2 separate regions of the Scatophagus argus genome follow, and region 2 is linked to region 1. Evidence: chromatin contacts called from public Hi-C data. All regions are on one chromosome and are shown on one strand. Each heading gives the region's core, a stretch centred on a gene start, on an enhancer-like site or on the middle of the called end of the contact. The rest is flanking DNA. Distances are from core to core; before and after follow the strand shown.

The links. Hi-C and Micro-C count contacts between places; a contact is called where the count stands out from the background.
Region 2: a contact with region 1 is called in a Hi-C map of muscle, with 4 times the contacts expected there. The contact joins the promoter of bcl6aa here to the promoter of tprg1 in region 1. A contact is called at or near these places in 2 of 2 Hi-C or Micro-C datasets (both in muscle).

What each region holds. Positions count from the first base shown.
Region 1 is chr6:21,220,916-21,226,380 of fScaArg1.pri, reverse strand. It overlaps tprg1 (tumor protein p63-regulated gene 1 protein), which reads left to right and starts at 2,772. Exons shown (of 6, transcript XM_046391791.1): 1 at 2,772-2,925; 2 at 3,167-3,403; 3 at 5,299-5,390. The coding sequence starts at 3,179.
Region 2 is chr6:21,408,194-21,413,658 of fScaArg1.pri, reverse strand. bcl6aa (BCL6A transcription repressor a) reads right to left here and starts at 3,397. Exons shown (of 9, transcript XM_046392362.1): 1 at 3,310-3,397. The coding sequence starts at 3,394.

The sequences.
Region 1 (5,465 bases), core at 1,523-4,022:
TCTGTAGAGCAGAGGGCGATACTTCATACAGTCGGTGGACGTTTGATCCATTGTTATTATAAAAATGTTTATTATTGCAGTTTTAAATTATAGTAGTGTCAATAGAGGTATAGAGCTGCTTATCCTTAACTCAGCTGTTTGGGATAAATTGTATATGTATAGCATATATAACAAAGCAAACTGTCTTACATTCTACCACAACAATGACACACAAAACAGCTAAAGATACACTTCAAAATTTATAAGATAATATTAAGTTACTGGAGAACATTAACTGCACTTAGCTGCAAAGGAGAACACATGCTGCACTTCTCACCATGCCATTATAGTGCACTATATGCTGCGCTGTTTCCTCTAAAACATCCACCAGAAATATAACATGTATTATTTAACCTATTATTATTAATTCATGGTAAATTCCATCGGAGATAAACATGTATGTCTTTAGAGAGCTCCAAAAAAAACAGCATGCAAGAGACCGACATTTACAGCTTGGCAACAGTGAACATTTCCAGTTATGCGGCGTTGATTACTTGGCCTAGATACAACAATATGGATTACTCTTATCCTCGCTTCTCAAAATGATGTGATGCATCACAGGGCAAAGGGTTTCTAAGTTCACTGGTTTACATAAAGCATGCAGCATCAGAAATCCAATGTTATTGTGCTGTCATGCTCAGATATTTCCAGAAAACTAGCACCAGGACTATTATTCAATTTCTCTCTGGTCTTTAGTCTGCTGTTATCACAGAATCAAATACGAATCAGGCAAGATTTACAGATTTCATTGAGATTCTAAAGAAATTCCACTCTCCTTAATCAGTGCCTCTATTTGAGCAGAAGAAACATTCTGAAAATGCATTATTAACCCATCGATGAAGAAGAGAAGCTCTGGATTAATTAGAAGTAATTACTTGACTGCAAACCAAAATAAAACCTAAATGGAATGTGGACTGAAAGCTGCTGGCCATTTACACAGAAGTAAAAAGCACGAAAATCTCAGCCTGTAGTCTGTGGGAGTAGCTAAAAAACTGTGCAAAAAGAACAACTTTAAAAATCTATCTACATTTCTTTGACGGCTGCAGATTACAACTGGATTGGTTTTGAACTTCCAACAAGGTGCTGGAAGAGATCCCTGATAGAGTTACGACTGGGAATGAGTGGTCTTATGGTATGTCAGAAAACATCAGCTTACATGCAGGCTGATGGTTCAGTGGTGATGCTATTCAAAGATTTGTGATAGGAGTAGTCTTATTGTCATTCAGTGTTCTTGTTCATCCCTCATTTCCTTGATTGTGTTATTGTCCCGTTGAATCGTGAATACCATTCACTGGTATTTTAGGAAAAGGTGTCAAGACAGGAACATAAGCTTGGGAGAGAAAATCAAAGCGAAATGATTCTTCCATAAACAGCATGAATAGTGTGTTGCACAAACAATCAGCAGCCGCGTGTCAGGTATGTGTTCTTTATATTACTACATAAGTTATTATATATATCATATTCATATTCATATCAGCCTAGACCCTTTAGTTATAGAACAGCAATTGAAATAAGCGGAACCCATTGATTAAATTAATGATCTGATATCTTTTATTTTATTTTTTATCCCTTGACAAAACGATCTACAAAAAACTATAGACAAAACAACGTGCAAAATTTTGATGTTATACAGATGTTTTTGTAGTGTGTGATGCGGTTCCCATTCATCATGACATATGACATGTTGGCTGTTCCTGCGTTGTCCTGGGACATTTATACAAAGTAAATGACTACAGTGTCAGAGTCACAAACAGACATGATTTGTATGAGAAGAGTGATCCTGTAATTAAGATCATCATCAGAAATGGCTGAGCTGGAGGAGGTACAACTCAGCCTTCTCATGAGAACGCACACAGCAGTATAACCAGTTTTCGTTTGTAGCCTTGCATAGACTCACCTCCACAGTGCTACTTTTTGCCCTGAACATGCAACATTTCCCAGAGCCGGTCTGGCGATGAGTGCTCTGTCACTATACAACCCAGATGCATCCTGTCAGTATGGACTGTTTCAAGAGTCATTCAGGCCTGATTGTTCCTCAACATGAACACTTTTAGTCTTAGTGTATTTATAACCTGGAGGGGTTGTTTTTCAAAGTGGATCCTTCCAGTGTGGTTCCTGTAAAAAATAAAAACAGGTTAAAACTGCATGGTTTGTGGGAAATAGTCACTGACTTTGTCTTCTTTTAGTTTCTTCTCACGCTTCTTTTTCGTAAATCACTACAAAACTATGCTCAACAAATGTTTTTTTTTAAAAAATAATGAAACCTGGGGGAAAAATGGCTCTTGGTTGATTTAGCTGCCTTACAATTTCAACCGTTCATCATTCAGAAAACTGCAGGCAAGCAATCATCAACTGGAATGTAAATCTCAAAGCACCCGTTTAATCCTCAGAATCTCATTCACACCGTTTTTATACCAGCAAAAAGCACAACAGACATTGCAAAAGACATGGCAAAAGGTATGTGGAAATCCCCAGCTATATAGTAGAAAGAAAGAAAGAAAGAAAGAAAGAAAACAGAGACACCTCTCCCTCCTTGGGAATGTTCATGGCCTTCTAATAAGCAGCTATGAACTCTGGAGCGACTAAATGCGCTTCCACACAGTGAAAAAGACAGCGACATGAGTTCTGTGTACATGAATGGGCGGACGGAGTGACTTTGCCCAAACTTATCTTAAAGCACCGTGTGGTTTATGGTTTGTGTCTTTGAATGTCAGCTCGGCCCAACGCAAAGGCCTGTGCGCTTCTCTGACTCAACCTGCTCTGCCGCTGCTGCAGTCTACGCCCATTAAAACACATGTAGGACGCGGAACAAGGAAGTGATGCACCTGTTACCTCCGCCTCTTTAACTGCGTTTCAGCTTTTTTTCTGCGACCCCAATATTTTGTGGTATGTAAATTCTTTATTTAGTAATGAGTTTTTGATATCATTTTGAAATATTGATCGAAGGTTGTTATGTAGATATTTGTGGAGCGACTTCAGTTTAGAGGGGTGGCTGAAGACAGATTGTCCTTCCTTGTTTTCTTCAAAATGTAATCTGATAAAAATCTGATAGAAGTGATAATTAATTATTAATTTATAAATATATCACAGTTCGCGATGTTTTGTTTTAAAAAAAAAAAATGTATAGTTAAGCCCCATCATGGCAGATGTTGAGGAGGAAGGAGTGCAAAGTGAGGAGCAGCAGCAGCAGCATCAGATCAGCTCCTCTCCCGGCAGCCCCGAGGCCGCACTGCCCGCTGCCCGCACAGAGGACACTGAGGAGCGGGCAACGCAGGATGCAGCGGCCCCCACCCAGCACACTCCCATCTCTGCTGTGGAGACATCTCTGCTCCAGTTTAAAGTCAGGAGGTTCTTCGTGTTGAGGGTAAAAACTTTCACTTTTGTGTGCTGTCAAGATTTGTTAGTGAAACAAAACACTTCCGCCGTCTCGATGTCACATCACGTTGCAGCTTGTTCCTTACAAACTGAAGAAGTGCCCGCCTGCTTAAGCTAGGTACAAGTTCCAGTTACTTTTGCTTAAAAGTTACTTAAATACTATGGGTTTTGGCACCTCTACTCAATCATACTTCACACGCAATTCCTCTTACATTTAGTTGACAGCAGTAGGCCTCGCTTTTTAGTAGTTTTTCATTTCCGTTAATGTCATTTGTAAGGCACCATGTACCACATTAAATATAAACGTTAGCATTTGATGTGTTGTGCCAGAGTTAGCATCATGCAGTTTGTCACAATATATAGCTGCTAATAACGTTGAAAATGTTTCATTAAAAATATTTGATTACTACATGACACCTGATACATTTACAGATTAAGCCTAAACAATGTGTGAAGCTGTTAAATCATCCTGCTTACAGAAAAATATATGATCTAGAATCCTGATATAAAAAAATAAATCAGCAAATCATTTTAGTAAAATTTTTCAGCCAAGTATTTTAGCATGTTGCTAATTTGTTGTGCTATTCTTCCTCCACCACAGTGTAAAATACTAAACATGTCATTTTATAAAATACTTGTGATCAATGCATAATTTTCCAGGGGGCTAAAATGTAAAAGGAGGTTGTTGTGAGAGTTTATCAGACCATTTCATTTAGCTAATATATTACCTGCTATTAGTTTTTTGCAGATATATGCGTTTACTGCCAGTAAGTAATGAGAAATTGCATTACAGAAATACTCAAGATATGATTGAGGTCTTTTAAAAGAAGTATTGTAATGTAGTTTGTCCAAAAGAGAGGACTTTCAGTTTCCTCTGCTGGGTCAGAACCAGGCTCGGGTCCCTTTCAGATATATATAGATAGACATATACACTGCAACCAGGCTGAACATTTCTACACATGACCCAGAGGAGCTCTACGTGCAAACGCAAATATCTCCTTCATTTGGCCTGGATGTTAAACAGACTTTACCCTACCAGCTTCATGGTACAAAGTCTGTGTATGTCTTTTAAGTCCATTTGTGAAGTGAGCAGGTCATTGTCTGGAGAATTGTCTTTGCGCTTGTGGAAGAGTTGATGACGTTGTACGAGTGTCGCCACTTTGTGCTGTTTTCTGCTTATCTGTACATCGTATATTGCTTGTCCACTCCTTCTTCGTTGATATTATTGATACGTACATATCAAAACCAGTCATCATTATGGATGAGTCCTTGGCCTCCATGCTCTACTGAGGCACCACCCAAACCAAACAGAGTATTTCCAGTAGGTGAGAACACGTCAGACACGGACAATCTGCTGTCATGTGCGATATGAAAGGGCAACTCTGGACAAGGTCCAGACCTTAAGTCCATAAAAGAAAATGGCTTCAGATTACAGTAAGACTGTCAGGAGACCTCAGTATGAACTCCTAATCTTTTTAAGTCCTCCCCTACTTGGCGTTGAAATAATCAAACGCAAAATGCAAGGATAGAATTGCATGTCATAAATATGACACACAGTGTGGATTGTATTGAAAAACAGAAATGCTCAATCTGGATATGTACTGTATTCTGCAGTGTTCTCTTTGCTCTTCTAATACCTGAGTTACTCAGATTTAAGCTGAATGCTCAGCCTTCCTCATTCTGCAGTCATTTTCATATGCCGAGGCTTCATGTTTTTGTTTATTGTTTGTTTGACACACACACACACATGCTGACATATTGTTGAAGTACCAGTCCCAGCTGCATAACTGCCTCAAAGATTACCCCTCAAGCTTTCTGTGCACACATTGTGATTGTCACAATGGAAAATTAGAAAGTGACACCCATGCATTTCTGTCTCCTCAGCCTGGCACTCTGAATCAGGCCATCAAAGACGTTGAAGCTCTGGTGGATAAAGAAGTAGATGGCAGCGTTCAGAGCATTTGGCTGATGGCAGAGTGAGTTCACAATACCGTGTGCTGTTACACCGTGTCATGTTCATGTTGTCATTTCACTGTAATGTCTGCTGAGTG
Region 2 (5,465 bases), core at 2,148-4,647, 190 kb before region 1:
TCGCTCTGTCCAAACATCCCTCCGCATTAAATCTAACGGGGCAAAAGTTTAGCTTAGTTTAGCCTGTCTTTGCCTTCAGCACGGCGGAATCGGGTTTTCATGCACTTCACTAAGCTGATCGAACACGAAAACAGTTTCAGCAAGCAGCCCACTTACGACCGAGAGGGTTTTTTCTCGTCCCACAAATAACACATACATTCTGAATTTTAATTTCGAATGCAAAACGTCCCATGACCGAATCTTCAAATCAACCTGGTGCCTGTCATATAAATAAGTTAAAAAAAAAATAATAAGAAATAAATCCTGTGACAACGTGTTGTTGTGAAGCCCAGCAGCCCCATTCTCTTTTCTTTATAGTGCATTTCTAGGCCAATGACTTCCTGTGAGTGAAAACTAATATTTAAATAGTTTGAGGCAGAATTGGCTTCATAGTCTGCACGTTAAACGTAATGTCAAGGCTGAAGTCTGTGACTGGACACGTCCGAAAATAGAATAAGGACAGAACGTAGACTGATGTCCTCTGATCAAAAGGTAGTGAATATCGACTTCCAGACACTAAAGTGGTGACAAACATTGAGTCATGGTAAACACAGTTAAGTCTAATTTTCAGAAAATGCAATTTAAGCTGCATAACTTCCACCGATCTACTTTATCTCACTGCTACTAATTAAAACACAGATTTTGGTCAGCACAAAAAGTTGCTCCTCAGTAGATGTCTGATTTTTATTTGCATTTTCTTTTATTGGCTTAAATATGGTCTAATTTTAATGAGCATAAACACAGTCTAACCGAAACTCTCGGTCCGTGGACAGAAATGAGGCAACACTTTGCAGGAAAGCTGAAGCCAACTCTGTGCGCATCTCAGTTCAAGCTTTCAATTTGGTGTAGTTCTGAGGGCAAGCTTATCATGCAGCACGGTGTCACAGTGGAAACATAAGAGGCACATTGGTGCGAAGACGTGTCTTGTAGCCGTGGAAAAAAAAAAACACACGCACACACACACACACACACCCAATCAACACAAATGTTTCCGCTACAATGTTACGGTAAGAGAATGTCTTGTTCGGCGCAGCGTTTTGCGCTCCATTAGAGCAAATTACCGTCGGGGCGACCGCGGAGTAAAAATATCCAGAACCTGAAGCTGCCATGCTGCCCGCAAAGTTCTTGTGACAGCGCGCGAGTCGCCGCCACACTGTGTGTTGACACTTGAACGTAACATAATGACATTAAATCAGAGCGCATTTAAAGCCGAGGCTGCGCTCACACTGTTCACACAGCTAACTATTTCCACCCGTGAAATACTACAACCGCGACTCTGGATAACCTTTACACCGCTCAAAATCCTCATTTTTCCACGGTGTAGTTAGCTGACCCGAGCGCTATTACAGCTTTACAACATGACATGTCAGAGCGGTCTGGGAAGCTACAGCGGAGGCAGGCTGCTGTCTGTCCCACTGGTCCAAAGCGACCAGCCGCTACAGCGCAGCGCCGAGGCAGATGATCTGTCAAAGAGAGCGGCGCGCTGCCTGTCACTGCAGGAGCCACTTCAGAGTTTCGACTGTGCACCGTTCAAACTGCCAGCAGACACTCTCACACACAGCCCCGGCTTCACCAACACTTGACCGATACAGTTGGACAAATAGCTATGTCTAAAACATCAGCAATACACAGTACATAATAACTTCGCGCCAAATTAGAGGAAAAAAGGAATTTAAAAAATCACCTGGTAGCGCTTTCCTAGAAACTTCTTGCATCACCACTTCTAAGAACCCCAGTTCTAAGAATCAAGCGAGCTCAATTCTCGGAATTTGAGCCTGAGACCGTACCATTTTCTCGGGGCAGGGGAGAGACGTTTTTTTCTAATGGGGTGAAAACAACTTGCTTTCAAATCGGTTATTCTAACACGCATTGCCCACTGACGTTTTTACATTAAGTGCTACATAATTCTACTGTTTAAATTACTATAATAAGAAGTATTATTTTGTAAAATAATGCTGGAAATTGTTTCATACTTATGTCATCCCCCCTGCTTTTGGTTGAATCCACAGTCACAGGACGTCGAGCCGGCGACGTCACCAGTTCCTTAAACCCTGCCCCCGAAATTCTCAGAACTAATTTATATTCTATGATTTAAGCAATGTATCGTTTCGTTGCCTTTCGTCGCATTGAACACACAGACCTTACATGTGCAGCATACAGACCGACATCTTAATTAGGCCATCGCGGACGGGTCGATGTGACAGGCTCGCCTTTCTTCTTATCCAGAATTCATTTTTAGGCAGATTTCCTGCAGGTATGCTGACTTCATAGATGAAGAACGCTGCGAATCACCACCGGGGGTTTGTTGAAAAAGGAAAGCTTTAATACATTTATTTTTCATGAGTCTGTGGGAAGTCAGTTGAGCGTGTGCCATGTGGATGTGATTGTTAAGCGGTTTGGTTTGCATGGTCGAAATGACGCTTGTTAGGCAGAAGGTTTTTTTTTTTTTTTTTTAATTCTTCTCTGCGAATGTAAGCTTTAATGCATACGCTTTATAGACGTTGATGTGCCAAAAGACAGCGGATCAGTCGAAGGCTTGGGTTAACTGTAGATGCGCTCTTCTGTAAATGAACTTCATGATTACATCGAAAACTTGTTGCATGATTGCGAGCGGATCACCAATCTAAAAACATGAGCTCAGAAGTTCGAATACATGCATGCAATCAAATCTTGGTTATAAACTCAAGCAGACGGGTTTGATGTTTGGAGTATGTCTGTGAGACCTATTGTACACATTGTGATATTTAACCTCAAGCTCAGGTCTCTGTATATCTGGTGCTATATACCTTATTATACACCTGGCGTGGATAACTTATTATTCATTTACTATTGCTTGGCTGAGATTGAAATTGTCCATATCAGGTTGTGTGTGCACTTACAACAAACACAATGCTAATTTGATTCCTGGAAAATTAATTGAATGCCTTGCTGCATTTCCCCCCCTTACTATTTAATTTAAGGCACGTGTACTCCCTGTTGCATCATGTCACAGTTGTGCAAGAATAAATGGAGTCTTTTTTCAGTTAACAGTTTACGCGTGTTGTGTTCTTTTAGTTTGAACCCACTTAGACCTTTGTTTAAACCGATGGCATTGAAGAAAAGTTGAAATGTGTAGTTCCTGCATGGAGAGGAGAACTGGTGTGAATTCACATACCTCTTATCAGTTAATAGATGGTTTACGGTGCCTGGTTTGAGAACGTCTGTGACAACATCTGAAAAGTTCTATTAATTTCATGAGTTGTGGGCAAGCATTTACTGTCAGTGACTCACCTGGGAAAGTTTGTCTGTGGTGATTCCAAACCACGGATTCCCCGTCTTTTCTCATCCCGTGCACTCCTTGACACAGAAGGAGCATTTGCTGAGCTGATAATGAATGACAAAGATAAGCAAATACAGTAAATTACAACATATAAGACTTCACTTTACAGCAGTCAAAGTGTCGATTCAGTTTAAGTCTCATTTTAAAATCTGAGGTAGTTTCAGTATTACTAAGTAACACACAGAATCTCTAGTTAGATTTAAATACTCTGCTGGTACTGTATGAGTTAAATATTGTGAGAATAAGTTGATATTCAAATCATTGTAAAGATGAGTGGGCAAACAAAGACTGAAGCGTGAACTGTATTCCAGTCAGTGTTATTAATGTTAATTCAAAGTCAGCGCAGCACACGTGTTTACATGCTCGATTGCACAGGCTTGTCATCTGTATTCTATTTTAATTTGGAAAACCATTCACATTTGGACTTTAAAGACCCTACTCCTCCACATCTACTGATAATTCTATATTTTATGAAATCCTTGAGGAACATCTTGTAAATTTCTTATGATCTAATACTTTGCTTTGACGATGATGAAAATGAACAGAGAAGTGTAAAAAGCATTTTTTTAAAAATTTTCATGGAAAATAATTACATCAATAACATCTTTAATCAAGATGACAGATTTAAAAATGTACATTTAAAAAATATAATGTACAAGCTAACGTTTAAATGAGGTATAATCGACATCAGCCCGTTACCTTTGTCATTCAGTGTACAACAGACTATGCTCTGAGCATCCAGAGGAATCAGATGCGGCGCCTTTCTTTTCTTTGTTTAACCATTTATGTGACGACACACTTCACTGTAATGTAAGCGACTTTTCCCTGTGGATTGCCTCACATCCGCCCATCTGGATCCGGCATCCCACTAAAAACACTCCAGGTGTTCACAAGCCATTGGGGAAAAAAGTCTCCAAAATAATTAAGACACACGCTTTTACAGCAATCTCCGATTCAGCACCGCCAAATAAAGACTATCTTGAGCTCCAAACAAAGAGCAGCGTCAACTTTATTTCAATCCACTTGGGGGATGTTTAAGGCGCTCCAGCACACTTATGCATAATGCACGGCCATAAACCATCCAGGAGTTAGGAGGGAGATGTGTAATTTACCAAGGCCCCATGCTGTGCCCGGCTATAGAAGGATGAGATAATTACTGCAAATCCTTGGCAAACTCTTACTCAACCAATTCCTAGCAAAAATAAATGACCCACTTACACAGGACAGAGAAAGTGCAGGGTAGCTGATCTGTGCCCCCCCTATTTAAATGGATAGGAAGGACACGCAAGGCACATGGTCACATTACGACCAGCATATCGGTTAATCCTTGATCTCCATTCCGGCTGTATAATTAAACAACAGGTCATGACGTTAGGGTCTTTGTTTCTTTGTCTAGGCGGCCCGCCATTCAGAAACAATCACGTCCTCAGCATGTTGTGACAGTGATTGAAGTCTGCCTGGCCAGTAACACCTGCACATTTAAAAAAAAAAAAAAAAAAAAAAAAGTCTTGTACATTTGTTACACAGTGTGAAACATCTCGAAGCCGTACCATTGCCTACACTTGGTGCATGATGGGTCATTGAATAGAAATGCCCACTGACAAAAGCCTGAGGCCCGGAGGTTGCCTCACTTTTTTTTTCATAAACTGCACACTTTTGTCTCGTTTCACAGCAAATTTCTGCCAACTTCAGTGTTCATTGTCAGCAAAGATGTGAGTGTGGAGTTTTGTTCTGAGAGGCATGATGCAACCAAGCTGTAACACCAAACAGATAATGCTGTTAGCTACAGAGGTCTTTTTAGTTCCTTTCTTTAAAAGAATTTCTTTTTATATTGTTAAGTTTCACTTTTTTAACTCCATGCATCCCAGAAGCATTTTTCCTTCTTTTGTCCACAACAAAGTCACCCTTTGTCAAACAGCAAACCCCACTGCAGACCTGAACTGTGACACAGCCACAGTGTGTCTATAAAAAGACTCGATCTTCTAGTCTTGTTATATGTATTTATATATTTCCTTGATTGTCTGTTTGAGAGGATCATTGCAAACATATGACATGCATTATTTATAACTTCAGTTAAGTAACACAATGTGTAATAAATAGATGCAGT